Regions from separate parts of the Oryctolagus cuniculus genome. Here all the other regions are linked to region 3. A link is a contact called in public Hi-C and Micro-C data. All regions are on one chromosome and are shown on one strand. The core of a region is the stretch at or near the end of the contact, and the rest is flanking DNA. Distances in the headings are between cores, read along the strand shown.

Region 1 (4,005 bases), core at 994-3,493, 100 kb before region 3:
AGCTCTCTCTGCAAGGGGCAGTGTGTGCTGCTCCTACTTGATCTGCCTGTGCGGCTTGTGGGATGGAGACTTATTGCATACTTCCTATGGCCAGAGGGTTTCCTAAGAGATCTCCTTTAATGCCTCTTATCATGGCCTGGTGACCAAGAGGTTATCACCAAAGTTTAGAGCTAGGACACCAAGGCTCGGACAGGGTCAACAGTTGTAGCCCAGGTCACAGAGTTTGGAGACAAGGAGTCAGGGTTTGATCTCATATCAGCCTGACTGCAAACATTGTTATCTGAGTCATTCCAGCTTCCTCCCTGAAGCAGGACGGGTGGGGCAGGGGCAGGCTGGTGTTCCTTTGCTTGTGACACCTGCGTAGGTGGTTTGGTGATCAAACCACAGCCCTGAGGCCAGCCCTGGTAAGCTGCATCACACTCAGTGTCGACTCCCCTCAGGCACGTCTTTCTGGTGAGCCTAGTAGGGAGTGGCCATGGATGTGACACTGGGAAAGGGACCCGTGCATTGCACAGCTGGAGGCAGCTGAAGCCCATCAGAGGGAAATAGGTTGCTCCAAGCCACACACTGGAGGGCAAAGCAGTTTTCTCTGACAGCTCCTTTCTTGACGTGAGGACTCTGCTCCAGTAATGGGTCATAGGCAAAGCCACATATTAAGGCTGGTCCTCTCCCCAGGGGCGAGTTCAGATGATCACAGAGAAGGACCAGGAACCCAGGTCTGGGGTTCTAGCTGAGAGAGAGAGAGGACAAGAGAACGTAGGAAACACAGGGATCAGGAAAGTTAAAGGAGAAAAGACATGAGGGGGAGGAGGGAAGCTGGAGATTTGTCCCGTGGATGGACCGACCGTGGGAGCAGGTGAGAGGCAGCTATGATCTGTGGGAAATTCAGTCTAAACTCACTGCCTGATTGCTAAGCAACAGCTCGGGCCTGTTTACCCGGCACCCTTCCTGTTCCTGTTGCTGGTGCTTCCGGAGCTGGGCTGTCTTCCTGGGGAGAAGGCAGTCTTTCTTCTGGCAAAGGCACTGCCTAGCTCCAGCAGCTCTCTGGAACATAAGCAGCCACGGAGAGGCATACACATTTGACACAGGATTCCCCAAGTGTGTTCTTTGTGGTCTCTGGCAACTGGAAGGCAAGCCCACTTGGAATCCCTGAGAAGGTAGAGACAATGAAGCATGCTGGCTTCATGGGAGATGTGTCCGAGGAGGGCGATGGATGAATTCGCGGAGCCCCCAGTTGCATTTCTCTACATGGTGGCCAGGAAGGGCCTCTGACGTCATCTTTGCAATATGGAAACCAGGCAGGATCAAGGAACCAAAGGGTCACTGGCCTGGGCCTTGGGGCTCGTTTTGGGTTTAAAAGAAGGGGAGAGGATTAGCCACGAGTCTTGCCATGAATGTAGGCCTTGGTTTTTCTCACTGGCAGTATAAGTCAGTGGATGTAGAACCACTGAGTTTCCCACAACGGGGGAGGGCTAGCACTGGGATTTCAGAGGAGGTCTATTTCACTCCTAACTTTTCCACCATGTTCTGAGACGCCTTGAGGGAGAAATGAGCCCCTGGGTGTTCTGGAGGGCTGGCTGCATTCCCCAGAAACGGGGAGACCCTCCCTCAGTTTTAGCTATGAGAAACTGAAAACCCTTTCGGTAGCGTCTGTTCCCAGCCCCCAGAACAAACGTCCCTACAACCAGGAGCAAGGCCGTCAGCTCCTTTCAAGGGCTCTGCGTGTTCTGTTTTCTTTGGAGAAGCTTCATGGAAAATATTAACCAGCTATTCAGAGCTGAGATCCAAAGAGGCGCAGGAATTCCAAGAATTGTTGAGAGTGAAAATGGCTCACAAGGGCCCAGGTTCCAGGCACAGATTCGGGGACAGAGTGAACACCACGTCTGTCCTTCAGCCCACAAATAGCTCTGCTGCTCACAGGTCATCTCAGGAAAGCCTGGACAAAGGAAGCAGAGGATCTCTCTCTCTCTCTCTCTCTCTCTCTCTCACTCCCTCTCTCTCTCTCCCTCTCTCCCACCCTCCTCACACAAATTTACTAAGGTGTAATGGATAAATAAGAACTGTGTCTGTTTACAATGTACAAGATGTCTTGGTAAATGCATACATTGTGAAAGAATTAAGTTATCTGTTGCCTCATATACTGTGTGTGTGTGTGTGTGTGTGTGTGTGTATAGAACATTTGGGATCTGATCTCTTTGCAGCTTCCAGGTATCTAGTTTATCATTATTAACTGTACTCTCCATGCTGTATGCCAGGCCTCTGGATTTATTCCTGCTATCTAACTGGCACTTTGGGCTCCTAAGCAGTATTTTTCTTTTTTCTTTTTTTCTTTTTATTTTTTTGACAGGCAGAGTGGACAGTGAGAGAGAGAGAGACAGAGAGGAAGGTCTTCCTTTTCCGTTGGTTCACCCCACAATGACCGCTGCAGCCGGCACGCTGCGGCAGGCACACGGTGCTGATCTGAAGCCAGGGGCCAGGTGCCTCTCCTGGTCTCCCATGCAGGTGCAGGGCCCAAGCATGTGGGCCATCCTCCACTGCACTCCCGGGCCACAGCAGAGAGCTGGACTGGAAGAGGAGCAACCGGGACAGAATCTGGAGCCCTGACCGGAACTAGAACCTGGTGTGCCAGTGCCGCAAGGCAGAGGATTAGCCGCAGCGCCGGCCCTAAGCAGTATTTTTCCCCACTTTCACTCTGCCTCCCAGCCTCTGGAAATGATCATTCTACTCTCTGCTGCTCTGAGTGCAGTGTTTTCAGATCCCACATGTCAGCGAGCTCATACAGTGTTAGTGTTTATGTGCCTGGTTTATTTCATTAGCTCAGTGCCCTGCAGGTTCATTCCTGTTGTCATCAATGGGATGATTTCCTTCTTTCTTTCCAATGTTTTTTATTTTCTTCTTTTTTAAGGCTGAATAGTATTCCAGTGTGTGTGTGTGTGTGTGTGTGTGTGTGTGTGTTTCACATTTTCTGAATCCATTCCTCTGTTAATGGGCATTTACTTGGATTCTGTGTCTTGACTTTTATGAGTAATGCTGCCATAAACATGTGAGTGCAAATATCTCTTCGACATGCTGATTTTATTTCCTTTGGATATGTTTAGTAGGATTGCTGGCTCATTTGGTAGTTTGGCTCTTAATTTTAAAAATGTTTTCATTCCCACCATTAATATATAAGGATTCTCTTTTCTCATTTTTCTACACCCTCACCAAAATTTATTATCTTTTATCCTTTTGACGATAGCTATTCTAACAATTGTGATAACTCATTGTGATTTGAATTTGCATTTCCCTCCTAATTATTGATGTTGAGCATTTTTGCACATACCTATTAGCCACTTGAAGCTATTCTTTTGAGAAATGTGTATTTGAGTCTTTACCTACCCATTTTTAAATTGAGTTATGTATTTTGTTTCTCTTGAGTTGTATGAATTCCTTATGCTCTTCAGAAGTTAACCCCTAATCAGGTGTACAGTTTACAAACATCTCGCAATCCATAGGTTGCCTCTTTATTCTGTTGGTTGTTTCCATCCCTGGGAAGAAGCTCTTTGGTCTGACATAATCCCACTTTTCTATCTTGGCTTTTCTTGCCTGTGCTTTTAGGGTCATATCCAAAAAATCATCCCCACGATACACATCAAGATGTTTTTTCCCTGTCTTCTAACAGTTTATGGCTTCTCTACTTTGGGACGGCAGGGTTGTGCTAAACATTCAGTAGCAACCTTAGTGGGAATTGTGAGTACTGATTTTTTTTCCTGGGCTCATAGTGTGTGCTGTGTTCTCTCTTGTGCTGGGCAGCTCCCAGTCAGCCACTCAGTCAGTGGAGGGCAGGTGCAAAGAGCCACCAGTGCTCTGCCGGGTGTTGCGTTGGTAAGCTGGGGTGTCAGGTAGGGGATGTGGGTTAAATGCATTTTTGACTTATGACATTTTCCACTTACGATAGGTTTCCCAAGATTTAACCCCATGGGAAGTCAAGGAGAATCTATAGGTCACGACTCCATCTCATCTTAC
Region 2 (4,102 bases), core at 712-3,211, 120 kb before region 3:
GTGTTGTGGTACAGCAGGTTAAATCACCACCTGCAACACTGGCATCCCATATTGAGGACTGATGTGAGTCCTGGCTGCTCCACTTCTGATCTAGGTTCCTACTAATACACCTGCTCGGGTAGTGGAAGATGGGCCCCTGCCACCCATGTAGGAGACCTAGATGGATGTACAGGCTCCTGGTTTTGGCCTGGACCAGCCCTAGCTGTTGCAGCCAATGAGGAATGAACAAGCAAATGGGTGCACTTGCTTGCTCTCTGTCTCTCCCTCTGTGTCTCTCCTCATCCCCACCCCTCTGCCTTTCAAATAACTAGATTTTTTTTTAAATGAAGCTACTTCAAAAAGTTCATGAAAGATCTATATTATGAAAATGCAGTGCACCAAAATAAACTTCTCTTTAAATTGCATTTTCCACAGACTTGAAGTGCTGTTGTGTCTTAGTTGGTATTGTGATCTTTAGGGAAATGCTATACCGAGACAGCTTATCAACCTTAGCTGATGTCTGAACTCTGAGCTGAGGGGAATCCTTGTAGACTGATCGCTCATCATTGGGACTCATTTTGGAAACCCCTGTTGCAGAGCTCTGACCCTGTGAAGAACTAAGGATATGTTCGAGTCCCATTAGGTCAAGTTCTATTGTGATTGGCATTGTTGATGGAAGCCTTGCTAAGCTGCAACATTTGAGACACATCAGCTCTCCGAGCCAGAGCACTGCTGAGATCTCACTGGCAGATGAAGATGTCCACCCTAAAAGATTTGCAAAGTTGAAAGACTTTCAGGGCCATTTGTTTCCTAGGATCACTGAACTTTTGGTTTGGCAGCCACTGTAGGCCTTGGATAAACAGAAAGAATATCTTAAATTCCAATCATGTAACATATGTGTGCAAATCAAATAGTCCAAAGAGACTAGAAGGGATGAAGGAGAGTCAGTATAGCAGACAGGTCAGAGGCTGAGCACATGTACCTGGGCCTGCATAGCAAAGGCTCGACCTCCAACTGCCGAGACCACGCGTTTGCTGAGGCCTTCCTCTGGCCATTGAAGCTAGCAGTGCAGAGGAGTTGGTGCAGAGCAACCTGAAACCAGTGACTGATGGGAGCTGGTGCATAAACATCCAGCTCCCCTGTGCTGTAGAAGAGCTGATCTGAGATGCCTCGTCTCAGAATTCCTCAAAGGGTATATTTCCAGCTGCCTCCTGCGGCGTCCGCTTTGATGCATCGTTGATTGCTTGTCTTCCCTTCTCTGCCTCACTTTCTCTGTGGCGAAGGTTTGCCCTATGGGAGTTTCTTTCCTGGCAAGACTGCAGGTATGAAAGCTCACTTTTCTGGCTATCCTTGATTCTCCAAACCAAGATCTGACCACTCTAGGGGGTTCAGAACAGTTCCATCGTCTTCCCGACAGAGGGCAGCATTTCGTTTTCTATCACAGCGAGATGTGTTCCTGGGCTTGCAAATGACTCCAGCTCAAAATAAAGAAAAACAAATTGAAATGAGGATTTTAATCACTGTGAAAGGAATGAAAGGCTGTGTCAGCAGTTCCGTGGTAAGTGCCGTCATTCAGGGATTTATCATCTCAGCTGTAAAAATACGCCTTACGCTAGGACTTGGCGTGAGCAAGCCTTCAGTCGCTTAAAATCTATATATTATTGAAGATTCTACTTTCAATCAAGTGGGAAACGTGACTCTGTAAATGCGGCACAGAACACTCCTCTGGCCACTGCAGCTGCCAAGTTCTTCCTGCCACGTTCACTGCCAACCAGCTCAACATGGAGAAGGGACAAAGACATGACAGCTGGATCTTTCCAGAGGCCGCTCTGTGCTCTGGGAATAGCTACACTGAGGAAGTAGGCCCAACTTTATTTTCCAGTGGCAAAGTGGTAGCCCTTATGGAGTCTTGTGGGTTTGTAGGTAACACTTCTCTGAACACCAGTTCACTTGCTCCCTCTCCCACTTCCCAGTCCCCAAGGCCACCACGTGGTGGTGGTGGGGTGTGGGGATGCGTCAGCACACACAACCACACAGTCCACTTGGTGCTTGGTTCATGATGCTGAGACCACTCCAGACACCTTGGGAGGAAACAACTCAAGGAGCGCTGATGAGAAGCCTGGGTTGTATCCTGACTTTACCTTGCAACCTGAGCTCCTGTGGTTTGTGGGGGATCAAGGCAGTTAGACCACATTGTCTGCTAAAAGAGAAAGCAAAACTAGGCCCTTTCTGAGCCTTTTTATCATATCCTGTCAAAGCCAGTCCTGCTTGGTTTTAAGTAAGACCAAATTTGTGGAAGCTCTACTATGTCCTTTAGTTGAAATAGGGTAGTTGGGGTGAAGGAGGGTTCTTCATGAGAAAAGACAAGAAGCAAGAGCAGAACATCGGCGTTTTATGAGCTGGAGTGAATTGTTAGACTGGGTTTGGAGCATCTGAAAAATCCTGCCCCCAGAGCAAAGTGAAGAGGCTGGTCAGACCTGTAGAAGGAACATTTAGGGAATTGCATGTCCATAGCTGGGAAACTTTGGTGTGTTCTTGACAATCTACGGAGCCAAATGGGTATCCTGCGAGCCTGCTCAGGAGAAAGATGGAGCCCCACCTCTCACCTCTTGCTCACACTGAGCTGAGGCCGAGCAGTGACCTGCTTGACTATTCAAGGCTCACTTCCGCATACACAGGCCCTTTGGCAAGGGCGGAAAATACGTTGGTTTAAGGAATTTAATGCCCTCTGACCAATCAGGACCTGACACCTACACAAACTGAGCAGACACTTCAGTGTCCCTGTTCTACAGGAAGTGATCCTGCAAAAGCACTAAGTAAGCAGAGTGACAACAAGCAAGAACAGCAACGACCCTGGGGACGGGCTGTTCTTATTCTCACATCTTCTACACTATTATCTAAGATGTCCAATTTTCAACAAAAAGTTATGAGACATGGAATAAACAGGAAAGTATGACCAACATATGGGGAGAGGGGAGAAGCAATCAATAGAAACTATCCATAAATAAGGCCATACATTGAATTATTAGACTTTAAAATATGTTCAAGTCATTAAAGAAAGCCAGGTCTAAGGAATTGAAGGAAAATACTGCAAATTCCCATTGAATAGGTAGTTTCAATAAAAAGACAGAATTTTTTTTTAAAAAAGAGTCAAATTGAAATTTTTTAGTTGAAAAGTGTAAGAACTGAAATGAGAAATTCACTAGAGGAGTTCTGTAGCAGATTTGAGAAGAAAGAATGAGCAAACCAGAGCATCAGTCAGTTGAGATTATCCATTCTGATGAAGTGAGAGAAAAATGAAGTGACAGTATCAGAAATCCAGAGGATTCCCCCAGGTGTATCAATATTTGCATAACAGACTCAGAGGAGAGGAAAGACAGAATGGTACAGAAAAACTATTGGAAGAAACAGAGACTGAAAATTCTCAAATTTGATTGAAAAATTTAATCCATACATCCAGGAACCCCAATAAAGTCCAAGTGTGATAAATTCAAATTCATATGTACCGATATGTGTCCTAGTCAAAATATTGAAGGTCAAAGACCCAGAAAACATCTTGGAAACAACAAAAGAAAAATTACTGTCCACAAACAAGAGCTTTTTAATAAGACAAGCGATGGAAATTCTTATCAGAAGTGGCAGACAGAAGGCATTTGGATGACATATTTAAAGTGCTGAAAGAAAAAGGCTGTGAATTCAGCAACACTATCCTTCAAAAATAGAAGTAAAATTAAGATATTCTAGATTAACAAAAGCTGAGAGAATTCATCAATAACATATATGCTTATTATTATTATTTTTTTTTTTTACAGGCAGAGTGGACGGAGAGAGAGAGAGAGACAGAGAGAAAGGTCTTCCTTTTCCGTTGGTTCACCCTCCAATGGCCGCTGTGCCCGGTGCACGGCACTGACCTGAAGCCAGGAGCCAGGTGCTTCACCTGGTCTCCCATGCGGGTGCAGGGCCCAAGGCACTTGGGCCATCCTCCACTGCACTCCCAGGCCACAGCAGAGAGCTGGCCTGGAAGAGGGGCAACCGGGACAGAATCCGGTGCCCCGACTGGGACTAGAACCCGGTGTGCCGGCGCCACAGGCGGAGGATTAGCCTAGTGAGCCGTGGCACTGGC
Region 3 (4,216 bases), core at 664-3,163:
CCATACTCCTGCGTCCCAAGAAATAATTGCAGATGAGTAAATGATTTACCACATGGCTAGGACTGCATCCCCCTTTTCGGAAGAGAATTAGAGTTGAGCTTATTTTTAAATCAGTTTCTTATTTTCCCCCTCCCCTTTCACTTACTATTTTGCTTTTTCTGATGTCTCCGTTTCCCTTTGAGAGTTTATTCAAAACTTGAGTTGCATGGCAGCAATACAAATACTGTTTTTCAAAGGCTTGTAGATTATGGTTACTGCTCTGTGGTTCCTGTTATGTCTGGGGGCTACAGACCAGGTGGTGGTGTCTTCAACCCCTGGGATTCCCTGGGGAACCATTAGAGTGGGATTTTCCCCCTTTGGTTGGCTGCTCCTATCCTGAATAGGGATACCTCCCTCAAGCAAAAATGCATCGTCTTCCTGCTTTCCAACAACTCAGAAATGAGTCCCACAAACCCAAGGTAGGCACTGTTTTCCTGGGGGACTTTTATGGATGGTAGAATTTCCTATGGTCTTTCTGAGTCACAGTGGTGCCAGAGGTGGGACTTGGAGGAGGCTGTCCCTGGTGCCTCTCCCATCACCCCACAGTGCTATGGCATTAGGATAACTGGGAGTCCGCCTTGCAAAGAAAACCTCGTGTCCATTCTAAGAGTCACATGGATACGCGTTGGCTCCCCAATCATTGTGAGATGGATAAGATACCCTAAGAGTCTGCAGGATAGGGCTGGTGCTGTGGCACAGCAGTTTAAAACCCTGACCTGCAGCGCCAGCCTCTCACATGGACGCGGGTTTGAGTCCCAGCTGCTCCACTTCTGATCCAGCTCTCCGATAATACACCTGGAAAAGCGACTGAGGATGGCCCAAGTGCTTGGGCTCTTGCACTGATGTGGGAGACCTTGAAGAAGCTCCTAGCTTCAGATCTCCCGTTGCGGCTATTTGGAGAGTGAACCAGTGGATGGGAGACCTCTACGTCTCTGTGTAATTCTTTGAAACACATAAAATAAATCTCAAAAAAAAAAAAAAAAAAAAAAAAAAAAAAAAGGAGTCTGAAGGAAGAGGTTTTCTGCGTTTGCAGGTCAACAGAGGGAGCCATCTGGGGTTCTGCTCTCCATGCCCTCAGTTCAAGCAAATTCACTCCTTCTTTGCTCTGTCCTTTCTTGGGGCAAGGTGGGCAGGAGGGGGGAACAGAAAGGGAAAAAGGGGGTTGGAGACAGCTTCCCGGTATCTGGTTTATTGGCCTGCTGCAGATCCAGGAGAGCTGGTCTGGCTGCACATCAAGCCTCCAAGGTGACAGCCAGGAGTTCTCCCCTAACCCTTCCCAACCCTCACTAACCCACCCCCACTCGCATCCTGGAGCATCCGGGGTCCGGCTAACACCTGGTGCGCTTTGAATCTCTGACTTCAGGGGCTTTGACGCTTCCCACGCTGTTTCCAGCGCTGGCTGGCCAGTGTCTCCCGCTTCTCTTTAATTAGCAACAGCAAATTGGGCCCAGAAAAAGACACTAGAGAGAGAGAAGTATTGTGTGTATGTGGCCTCACACGCGGATGTACCTGCTTCCCTTGCTTAAACCTGGCGGGGGACAGTGACGGTGGTGAGCTTTAAAAGGTCCAGCACCTGCGATTCCTCACCGCACCCCCTCCCGCCCCGCCCCGTCCCTAAGGCCGCCGGATCTGCAGAGACAACTATCGCTGCCCTTCCCGGCCATTGTCCCGCGGCCCCGGGGCTTCCTCCTCCACCGTCCCCCATCCTCCTCGGGCGCCTCGCCCGCTTCCTTCCGCCAGCCACAACGCACACTCGGTGGGGTCAGGACGCCGCCAGGACGCCCTCCAGCCGCCCGCAGGTGCGCCCCGCCCCGCCCCTCGCGGCCCCGCCCCCCAAAGCCCCGCCCCGGCGTCGCGTCACGGTTGACGCGCGGCCCCGCGCAGGCGCAGCTCAGGCCCACCCTCCTACCCGAGGCCGGCCGCCCGCTCGGTATTATGATTAACGCTGGGTGCGGGGTTTCGGCGGCCGGGAGGGAGTTGTCGGCGCCGCGGCCGCTGCGGACGGACGCCCGCCTGCCTGCTGAGGTAGGGGCGAGCGCAGAGCGCGGCAGGGCGCGCGGCCGTGGGTGGGGGTGCGGGCCGGCCTCCGGCGCCTCTGGAGCCTCCGCCGTTGCCCGGGCCGGGGCGCCCGCCGCGGGCGGAAAGTAAGTTGCGCGCTCCGCAGCGCGCGGCCGGCGAGGACGCGGGGCCCGAGTGCGGCGCCGCGGCCTGGCGGGCGATGGCACCCGGGCGGTGGCACCCAGGCGGGAGCCGTCACTGCGGCGGCGGCGGGGCGCGGGCGCCCGGAGGCCCTGCCCTTGCGGCCGCGGCGGGATTGCGGCACCTCGGGAGGCGCCCGCATCCCCGCGCCCCGCCCCGGAGCGGGCCGAGTGCGGCGCCCGCGGGGCCCCGCGCCCGGGCCGGGCTCCCGGGGGCTCAGGTCTCGGGAGTGGGACGTCTGTGCTGGGCTGCGTTTGTTTGCGCTTTGCGGGCGAATCCAGGGGAAATGTGACCGCAGCAGGGGGTTGTACAATGGAGCGGGGGCTGCTGTTGTCCGCGGAGAAGGGGCAGCGGGAGGAGCGGTGCCATCTCGAGGGAGAGCTGGGAAGCCTGCCTTCTTTGCCGTGGCCATCGCCTGTTGAGTTCTCTCTGCACCGGTCGGCAGAGCCCTGCCTGCCTTTTGCTTGGACTTGGGGTCCGGGGAAGTGGCATCCGTTTTATCCTGGGCTGTCCCTCCCAGGAGAGTCAGGTACGGTCCAGAGGCTTCCTGGGCAGTGGGGACCAGGTCCAGGCTTTACGGGGTGGGGGGGAATCTGGCGGTGGACTTCCCGAATCGGTAGACGGGTGGAGGATTTGGGGACCTTGGAGCCTGTCAGGGTGCTTTGCCCTCTCCCCTTTAATGAGCGCGTTCTCCAAGTCTTAGGAGCCGACCTGCTTGTGTTGGAAATTTCATCAGGGTTAAGGTGAAGCCGGCCTGCCAGTGGCCTTGGACCTGCAAGCGTCGGGCACCCTGTTGAATCTCCTCCACATTCCTCTGGGGCTGAAAAGCCGCGTTTGGGATCCACACAGCGGTTGGGTCGCCTTGTCCCACATCAGGCTCTGACTTATCAGAATGTGTATCAGTGTACTTTCCAGCCTGGCTTGTCAAGGCTTATGTAATCAACTTGTTAATTTATAATCTTGTTACATTGCTTTCCAGATTTATAAAATCATTCCCTTAAGGAAATCTGTCTTCAACGTCTGCTTAAATATTTCTCTTGGAATTGGATTCCTGAACTGGAATGTACTGTACAAGTGGTGATTAAAGCACACTAATTAGACACGTTTCTTTCTTTTTTTTTTTTTAAAGAGCACCAAATAACATTTTGATCCGACTTTCTGTGTAATTGTCCCCGTGAGGAAAACAGGTGACATTCCCATGTTACAGAGAAATTCCATGACATTCCCAAGGTCACTTATTGAGGGGTGTAGAAATCAAGTGCGTGCAGCTAACTTTTCTTGATACTCGCATCTTCATGACTTTCCAGGCAGGAAACTTTGAATGCTACCTTTCAGTTTTTAAAATCTGCATAATTAGTTTTTGTTGCCTCATATTTGTGCGCAAAATTACTGTAGCTCTACTCTTTGGTGATTCTGAGTAAAAAATTTTTTTTCTGTTATTGCAGTAAAATCCATAGTTTAAAGCATAGGAGAACTCAGACGTTGTAGTAATTTCTGTTTTCCTAGATCAGAAATGCAGATTGGGCTTTTGTGGTTCAGATTTAATCACACATCCTAAACGGAAGGCTTTTAGTGGCCTTTATTAGAATGGAAGCACATCGGTGTTGTTTGTCCTGGTCCCAGGAAGCACTAAACCGGCCTGCGGGCCTCCTAAGGATCTTGAAATCATTTGGTCTGCCCCGCCAAGGCAGCCCCAGGCAGGACTTGAGATTCGATAACTGTATAGCAGGCTCATTTTTAAGTTGATAATTTTGTATGGCTGGCAAATGGTGTTGTAAATACCCAGATGGCCCTTGGCAGAAACATGTTCCCCACCCCTGCTCTCAGCCTTCACTGTGGGCGCTTCCTCCCTATAGAAAGTGAAACTAAATAGAAAAAAGTTGCTGGGTTTTGGAGATACTGAGCAGCCACAGTTCTAAGCATGAGCATAAATAAGGCCTGCTTCTTCTTGGTGGCAGCTTGTCTGAGCCTAAGAGCT

The links. A called contact is a pair of places that touch in the nucleus more often than the background predicts.
Region 1: a Micro-C map of ear pinna shows a contact between it and region 3, with 2.1 times the contacts expected there. The contact joins the enhancer-like site here to the promoter of SNRK in region 3. A contact is called at or near these places in 2 of 6 Hi-C or Micro-C datasets (ear pinna and liver).
Region 2: a contact with region 3 is called in a Hi-C map of an unstated tissue, with 5 times the contacts expected there. The contact joins the enhancer-like site here to the promoter of SNRK in region 3. A contact is called at or near these places in 2 of 6 Hi-C or Micro-C datasets (liver and an unstated tissue).

What each region holds. Positions count from the first base shown.
Region 1 is chr10:104,931,274-104,935,278 of mOryCun1.1, reverse strand. No RefSeq gene overlaps it. Among named protein-coding and RNA genes, the nearest start is that of POMGNT2, 64 kb to the left of the region's middle. Within about 2 kb of position 2,243, at least 3 of the 8 cell types and tissues checked have an H3K27ac peak or open chromatin away from gene starts, as enhancers often do. A contact at or near this core is called in ear pinna, where this site is marked.
Region 2 is chr10:104,949,555-104,953,656 of mOryCun1.1, reverse strand. No RefSeq gene overlaps it. Among named protein-coding and RNA genes, the nearest start is that of POMGNT2, 46 kb to the left of the region's middle. Within about 2 kb of position 1,961, at least 2 of the 8 cell types and tissues checked have an H3K27ac peak or open chromatin away from gene starts, as enhancers often do.
Region 3 is chr10:104,827,912-104,832,127 of mOryCun1.1, reverse strand. It overlaps SNRK (SNF related kinase), which reads left to right and starts at 1,913. Exons shown (of 6, transcript XM_008260225.4): 1 at 1,913-2,064.